2 separate regions of the Ovis aries genome follow, and region 1 is linked to region 2. Evidence: chromatin contacts called from public Hi-C data. All regions are on one chromosome and are shown on one strand. The core of a region is the stretch at or near the end of the contact, and the rest is flanking DNA. Distances in the headings are between cores, read along the strand shown. Region 1 overlaps GALNT2 (polypeptide N-acetylgalactosaminyltransferase 2). Region 2 holds the start of GALNT2 (polypeptide N-acetylgalactosaminyltransferase 2).

Region 1 (3,996 bases), core at 1,400-3,899, 85 kb after region 2:
AGGTGTTGTGGGCAGCTGCCATACAACAGCAGCTTCCTGAGGCCTTGGAGCTGCTGTTGGACATTTCTTGTGGGGGTCCGTTCTGCATCTGCGTTTCCCTTATCTGCTGCTGCCGAGCCCACCGCCCTGAAACGGGCGGTTTCCCACTTCCTGCAGCCCTTGGGTTGGCTGGGCTTTCCGCGGGCTGTGTGTGCTCATTCGGTCAAGTGACAGCTGGGTTGCCGGCCGGCCAAGCTGGCCCCACCTGCCCGCCCCAGGCCTTGATGGCTGCTTTCTGGGGCGCCTTGGCTTTCCAGGACCCGGGCCTGCTTCCTTACGTGTGCGGGCCATAGGGCCGAGTTTGGAGGGGGCAGACAGAGAACAGGATGACGAGCCTATCTTAGACTCTGGGTTGCTGCCACCCAGTGAGCTACAGTAAGTCCCAGGGCCAGGGTCCAGGCGGCTTAGGGCCGTGCACTCCAGCACCCTGGAGAGGAGCAGGAAAGAAATGCAGACACTTTAATCCACCACCACCCGTGACTCCAAATCCATTCCTTTCATGACAAATTTTAGGATTGGCCACCAGAAATGCAGTCTGTGTTTAGGTACTTATGGCTTCACGAGGGATAGGAGTCTGATCTGAATGGGTTCTTACCTGATCATGTCCTGTTCACCTTGGGCAGGTTCCTCACCTTTGACCACTTCTCATCACATCATAAATTCTTCTTTATGTTTCTTCGTTTACTTTCGTCTTTGGAGAGCTCAAGATGAGAATTCAAACGTGCTTCCTCATTGCCATCAGTCTTGATGTTCCATTTCTTTGGTGTTTCTGTTTAGATTTTTTATTTTAAGCCACCCACTCCCTTTTGTAAGATATGAGGTATAAACTTTTGGAGATGCTCACCAGCAGAATTTCTTTAAAAACAGACACTGGCGCTCCCCAGGCATGGGGTTTGCTGGCGGGATCCGGGATTACAGGGCTGTTTCCTAGGCCTCTGTGCGTGTGAGTCAGAGTGCGTTTCATGTTCTGCTTGATTTGCTTCAAGTACACTCTTCTGCATTTCACACCCATGTAAGGCCCACTGACTTCTAATGAGTTCTTTCTGGTGCTTAATTCATCTGGCCCAACACATCCTCATTGGAGAAGGCAATGGCACCCCACTCCAGTACTCTTGCTTGGAAAATCGCATGGACAGAGGAGCTTGGTGGGCTGTAGTCAACGGGATCGCTAAGAGTCAAACACAACTGAGCAACTTCACTTTCACGCATTGGAGAAGGAAATGGCAACCCACTCCAGTGTTCTTGCCTGGACAGTCCCAGGGATGGCAGAGCCTGGTGGGCCACTGTCTGTGGGGTCGCACAGAGTTGGACACGACTGAAGCAGCTTAGCAGCAGCAGCAGCAGCAGCAGCAACACATCCTCAAAGTGTTAGCTCTGCTGTATTCAAAGTATTTCACGTTTACTTTCTTTAAACCTCTCAACGTCCAGCATTCTGGATATGTGCTACTGAGAATTAGAATGATTGATAATTTGTAAAGTTCTGGAACATGGATTTGAATCTAGTTTTTCTAGTTTCAAAGCCAATGGATACCTGAATCTTTGGGCTGTAGAGAGTAAATTAAGAGAGAAACTGGCTCTTTGAAACTCAACATTAAATTAAAATCTGAATTAGAAATAACTGTATCAGAAGAGGTGGTTAAATTCTCAGACTTTAACACATTAGTGATGAGAGGCAAGCACTGCTTAAACAAATTCCATGCGGTTGGCATATCCTGGTGGTGATTCTTGAATTCTATAGACTCTGTGGGTCTGCAGTGGATAGAAGTCTCATGACTTTTTTAACTGTGGGATCTCAGATAATTTCTGTGTGTGTGCGCTCCACTTTTCTCTGCTGTAAAATAAGTCCCTTAAATGTCTAGGCCTGTGATGTGGGATGGGGGTCACGCATTGAGAGCCTGTAGTGTGTCAGGCTTAGCATCCACTGCACGGGTCTCACTTCATTCCTGCAGCGTCCCCTTGGGCAGCAGTTACGATTCCTACTGAGTGAACTCCAGAGCAGAAATCTGAATTTGCCTGTGAACCCGAGTTCCATGCAGCAAATCACCTTCCTACCATCTTTCTCCTTATAATTAAGCAAGATAAAACGTGTGGGCACGAAAAGCAGCCTTGGGAAAAAAAAAATTAGTGTAAAATGATAATTCTTGTGAAGGTGAATAAGGGAAGACAAGGGGGGGTTGCCCCGAGTTATTGTGGATCCTGTCTCAGGCCAGGCCAGTCAGTCAGGCCGCTGAATCAGGCCTGCCCCAGAAGGGCAGGGGATGGCCAGACCACCCAGGGCTGGCCTGGCCTTGTGGACAGAGTGTGAACCCTGGTGCCCTTGCTGCCCATTGGCTCCGTGCTCTTGATTCGGTCTCTTTGGTTCTCAGGTTTCTTGCTTTTTGCTGAGGACGTGAACCCTGCTCCTTAAGGGCGTGTGAAGAGTGTCTGGGAGACATGCACACAGCATGGACCTGTGAACCGGGATCTCGCAGGGAGCATCAGCTCTGTGGGGGCGGCGTCCCTGTCATCGGGATTCCCGCCCCCATGTCCTCTGTCAGGACAGTCGGTGACGGGCCTGGAAGAACAATGCGCTGTGGTCTCTGCGTGTAGTTGCCAGGGAACTCGTGAGAACGTCCAGCTACCCCTTTGTTTGACAGATCAGTGCCAGCTGTGGCCGCAAGCACACAGGATCAGTTCAATCTTTTGTTGACCGGTTTCTTGGGAAAAAACACTCAGAGGGAAAGGGCTAGAGCCAGAGGAGCTGGGCTCTCAGCAGGCCTGCAGGAGCAGAGTCTGGCAGCACCGAGCCCTGCCCAGGCCAGCGCGCCCTCTCAGTCCTCCCCAGCTCCAGGGCAGGGGGGGCCTGCGTGGGCTCTGGAGTAGTGCCTCAGCCACACACCCTGAACGCAGGGCCGGGCACACACCTGTTTCTGGAAGCAGCTCCCGTGCTAACTTGGGCGGCTTTCGTAGCCTCAGGCCAGGTGTGGGCCTGATGCGTTATTGATATGAAATATTGGGTAGGTTTCAAGTTCCAACCTAAACGTGCCTGTGTTAAAATTTATTATTCATGAAAGTAATTTAATAATATGACAGAAAGTTCCAAGACATGGAGACAACACTCATCATTCTCCACTCTCAACACAACCATGTTGATTTTAGTGCATTTCATTCCAGGCTTATCTATATGGGTACTTTTTTATAGTTTGTTTCATTGTATACGTAAAATTTTGTCTCCTGCATTTTCATTTAATGTATTATATGCATTTTGCATATAACTGGGTGGTCTTTATAATTCTTAATGGTTGCCTAATATTCTTCTGAGGGGCTGTGACATAATTTAACCAACCTGTCAGTTAATATTTTAAGTTTCTTCTTTTTTTTCTTTTATGAACAATGCTGCGACATCCATGTATAAAATTTGTTCCTTATTTTGGGTTAGTTCATGAGGATAAATTCACAGAAATGAGATTTCCCAGCTTAACAGTTCTGTCTTTCCAGTTCTTGATATATGGCGCCAAATTACTTTCCAGTCAAGTTCAACTAACCCAATCCTTTTCCTTTTAAATAAGATAGTGAGACATTTGTAGCCCATGTTGTAATACTGGAATCGTGTGGAAGACATCCCAGGCAGAAAATGGACGTGTAAATAAGTGTGCCAGAGGTAAAGAATCCAGCTCCCTGTCCCTGGCAGGGGCTGTGCACCTTGCCCCTTGCAGAGCATAGGCGGGAGGGGCACACAGCAGGCACCCCTGGAACCTGCCTGGCAGGCTGGCTGCCCTGGTCCTCTTGGGGGCGGGTCTCTGTGCAGAGTCCTGCTACAGCTCGTTCACATCAGGGGTGCTCCATCTGGGTTCTGTAACGTGGTCTAAATCATCTTGGAGAAGAACTCGGAGCTGTGGCCAAACCAGCATTTTACAGCGGGTTCCAGTGGGATCCAGACTCCAGAGTGCCCATGAACCCCCTTTCTCAGGGGTCACT
Region 2 (3,721 bases), core at 305-2,804:
TTATTTCTGTGGGATCCTTAATTTTCCTTTTTCAGTTCTTTCTTTCCCTTCACTACCAGATCTCCAAAGGGCACTGCCATTTCTCTATTTATTTGACACTTCCCAAAACCAAGGCCTCCTCAAGCCTCCCACATCCTGTCCCATTCTCTTTCAGGCCTCTTCCCTTGTCCAGTCAAGTACCCAACCTGTGTTCAGTGTTTAGTTCTTGGGGTTGGACTTGCTCTTCATAGAAGGATTTAAGCCTGGGTTACAGTTAAGTCCTTGGCAACAGTGGAGGGAGCTCTGTTGGAATATGATGTCTTTTCTTTATTCTACTTAAGTAATTTGAAGGTCAGTTCATGACATTCACTGTCATAGTAGAGCTGAAGGCTTGTTTGTGTTTGTGTTTTATTGAGGATGTGAGTAGAGATTCAGACGCAGACAGCTGCCTTTATCCTCTGAACTGGGCAGCTCCTGGAATCCTTTTTAAAATATTAAGCGCTAAGTAACATTCTTTCTTTCCTAGGAACACTGGAAACTTTGCTGTTACAAGGGCATTGTCAAGGTTACTCAGATTCTGTTACAAGACAGATCTGTCTTCTTGCATCTTTAAAGCTGTTACTTGTGCTGCCTCTTCTTTCTTCTAATATTGAAACAACCGCAAAGAAACGATTTTAAAAATACGTGTTGCCTTCCTTTTTCCTCATTTCGCGTTTGATGATATGGGGAGAGAGGTGGGAGGGGCGTTCAGGATTGCGAACTCATGTACACCCGTGGCGGATTCATGTCAATGTATGGCAAAACCAATACAGTATCGTAAAGTAAAATTAAAAAAATAAATAAATAAATAAACGAAAAAGAAAACCCTGCTATTAAGCGCTCTGTTCATCCCCAGAAACATATTCCCTTGAAAAAAACCTCTCTGGTTTCTACCGCTAGGCCCCCACCTCTGCGTAAACAAATCAATAAAATAGACACCTGGGGATTAGGGGTGTTTTTGCTGCAAGATTGGTAAGAAAACTGCAGTGAGCAGCAGCCGAGTCTGGTCCTGAAGAGGGGGTTTGCACCAAAAAACTCAGGTCGGTCGGCCAATAAGAGGGAGCCTGCCAGGGGTCTGGGGTGGTCCCAAAGGCTGAGGACCGAGGCGGTAATGCTTTCGCCCGGGCAGCGTGAGGAAGCGGCGACCCGCGGTCCCCGGTGTGGGCGCCCGCGTGTGTGCGCACGTGTGCGCGCCCTGCCCGGGGCCCCGGCGACCACCTGTCACTCACCGCGGCGGCCGGGCGGCGGCCCGCGGAGGCACCCCCCGGGGGGCACCCGAGCCGCCGCCGCCGAGACGCGGCAATGCCCCCTTCCGCCCCCGCCGGGCCCCCGCAGCCGCCGCCGATTGGTCGCCCTTTGCTCCCTGACCCCCCGGCCGCCTCCGCGGCTGCCGCTTCCTGCTCCGGCGCCGCGCGGCGCTCCCGGCCGGGGCGGAGCTCGGGCGCCGGGCGCGCGCCGCCCTCGCCGCCAGCCGCGCCGGGGGAGGAGCCGCCGCGCCCTTCCCCTTCCTGCGCTCCGCCCCGGCCCGCGCCCGCCGCGGCCCCAGGCAGACTCGCGAGCAGCGGCCGCGGCCGGCGGCCGAGTCGGGAGGATGCGGCGGCGCTCGCGGATGCTGCTCTGCTTCGCCTTCCTGTGGGTGCTGGGCATCGCCTACTACATGTACTCGGGGGGCGGCTCCGCACTGGCCGCGGGCGCGGGCGGCGGCGCCGGCAGGAAGGTGAGTGGGGCGCCTGCCCGCGCGGCCCGGCGCCCGGGGTCCCCGGCGCCCCTGCGCCCGGGCCGCGCCGCGAGGCCCCTCGCCCGGACGCACCGCCGGGGCGCGAGGGGTCTCCAGGCCCCTCCTGCCCTTCTCCGCCCGGATCGCGGCTCTGGCCATCCGCCCCCGCCTTGGGCCTCGCGACCGAGTGCCTGGGGCCGGGGGCGCCGCCGGCCGCTCGGTGCTCTCCGGGCCCGGGAGGGGGCGACCCCGCGCGGCTCCCGGGGCTGGGGGCGCTGACGCCTCTGGTCGCCCCCTGGCCCCGCTCTCTGCTCCTCCTAATCTGAGTGTCGTCCGGCCGTCGGGAGCCCAGTCCCCTGCGGTGAGAAGTTTGGGGGTGAGAGTATGGGGGAAGCACAAAAGGGGGTGGGGGGAAGGGAGAGAGGCGGCCGCCTTTCCAGCGTGTCACGTACCTTGGGGGAGAGGAGTCCAAGTTTCTTTTCAGCCCTTTGAAACCAGCCACTGCAGCCCCCCTGCCTCCCCCTCCTCGCCGCGCCGCGGGGAGGGGGCAGTTCTGGGTCTCGGCCCGCTTCCCCTGGGGGCGGGGGCGCAGCCAGCCCCGCGCCCGACGGAACAGACCGCCCCGGCGGTGCAGGCGGAAGGCCCCCGCGCCCGGGCGAGGCCGGCCGCCCACACCCCCGACGGTCCCCTCCCTGCCCCGGTGCTCGCCTGGACCGGCTTCGGCGCGGCCCCCGGCGCCCGCCTCTCCCGGCCCCTCGCTCCTGTTCAGTGGGGTGGTCCTTCTGCTGAGTGTGTTCTAGATGGGTTCCCAGGGCCGAGGGGTTGGGCCGTGGGGACCGCGTGAGCCGCTCTGCACAGCCAGCCGCTCTAGGAAGGAAATGGAGCGCCTGGGGCGCCTGGCCCTGCGATCCTGCTGGGAGAGCGGAGGCTCTGGGCGGTGCGCATGCCGCCAGCGGTGTTTGTCGTGTTTGGCAACTACCAGGCTTTGAAAGTGACCCCACACCGTGTAACCCCTATACTGTGACGGTTAGTGTCAGCGCAAATCCAGGAAATTCTGAGTTAATGAAGGTGGACCATGGGTTGAACTGGAACCAGAGAATGGTATCCTGGAACAAGCAGGACGCTAGTAACTGGATGAGGAGACTGGAGCCCTAAAGTCAGACCGTAAATGTCAACGCTGAGGCCTGGCTGCTTCAGAGGTTTCCTTCCGTCCGGCCTTCTTTCCTTCATTCTCAGCGGAAGGTAGTAGGTGGAGACAGGTGTCTTATTTGATTCATGGTAAGTTTCTTAGGCTGTATCTAGAGGGGCAGAGGGAAAAGTCTTCTCATGTACAGAACTGGCCTAGCTTGTTTCTGAGCTGACAGGTTCTCTTAGCCCTGTCTTTTCCCTGTTTTAATCCGAGGAACTGTTATTTAGGTACGTGGAGTTTGTCCATCCTTGAATGGTAAAGAGCGGTGCAAGCAGTGCAGCCCTTTGAAAACTGTGGTCGTATTAAACTGGAATTATTTCAAAAGCTTTGCTTCCCAGCAAACGGTGCTTTCACAGGTCCATGTAGCCTGGTGTGCTGGTGAGACCTGGCAAAGCTTCCTGCCTTTCATGTGGAAGAAAACCAAACACCCAAGCCGTGCTTTGTGATCCCCTTTCCTTGCGATTGGAAACAGCAACAGGGTTAGCATCTGGAGAGGCTGACTTCTCCCTGGTGGGCTTCAGCTGGTGGATGGTTTTTGATGGGTCTTCCAGTTGATCCTTCAAAAAAAAAAAAGTAATAGTCCTAGAACTCCTTGTGGCCAGGTGGCAGTAGGAAGGTTCAGAGACCACATAGAAAGAAAATGTGGGAAATGAACAATCGTGCATGGATTGATGATTCTGGGATTCTATTCTTGCAGCAGCAGCAGCCCTTAGAATGTTTGGCAGTTTGTCAGTTGAAGAAGAGTTGTGTACATGCAATAGTTTTTGAAGTTGGAGAAGACTCGTTAACATGGCTTG

The links. Hi-C and Micro-C count contacts between places; a contact is called where the count stands out from the background.
Region 1: a Hi-C map of hypothalamus shows a contact between it and region 2, with 2.3 times the contacts expected there. The contact joins the enhancer-like site here to the promoter of GALNT2 in region 2. A contact is called at or near these places in 2 of 16 Hi-C or Micro-C datasets (hypothalamus and liver).

What each region holds. Positions count from the first base shown.
Region 1 is chr25:1,729,987-1,733,982 of ARS-UI_Ramb_v3.0, forward strand. The region is part of intron 1 of GALNT2 (polypeptide N-acetylgalactosaminyltransferase 2); the gene reads left to right. Among named protein-coding and RNA genes, the nearest start is that of TRNAE-UUC, 72 kb to the right of the region's middle. Within about 2 kb of position 2,650, at least 9 of the 54 cell types and tissues checked have an H3K27ac peak or open chromatin away from gene starts, as enhancers often do. A contact at or near this core is called in hypothalamus, where this site is marked.
Region 2 is chr25:1,646,524-1,650,244 of ARS-UI_Ramb_v3.0, forward strand. GALNT2 (polypeptide N-acetylgalactosaminyltransferase 2) reads left to right here and starts at 1,555. Exons shown (of 16, transcript XM_042241051.2): 1 at 1,555-1,735. The coding sequence starts at 1,610.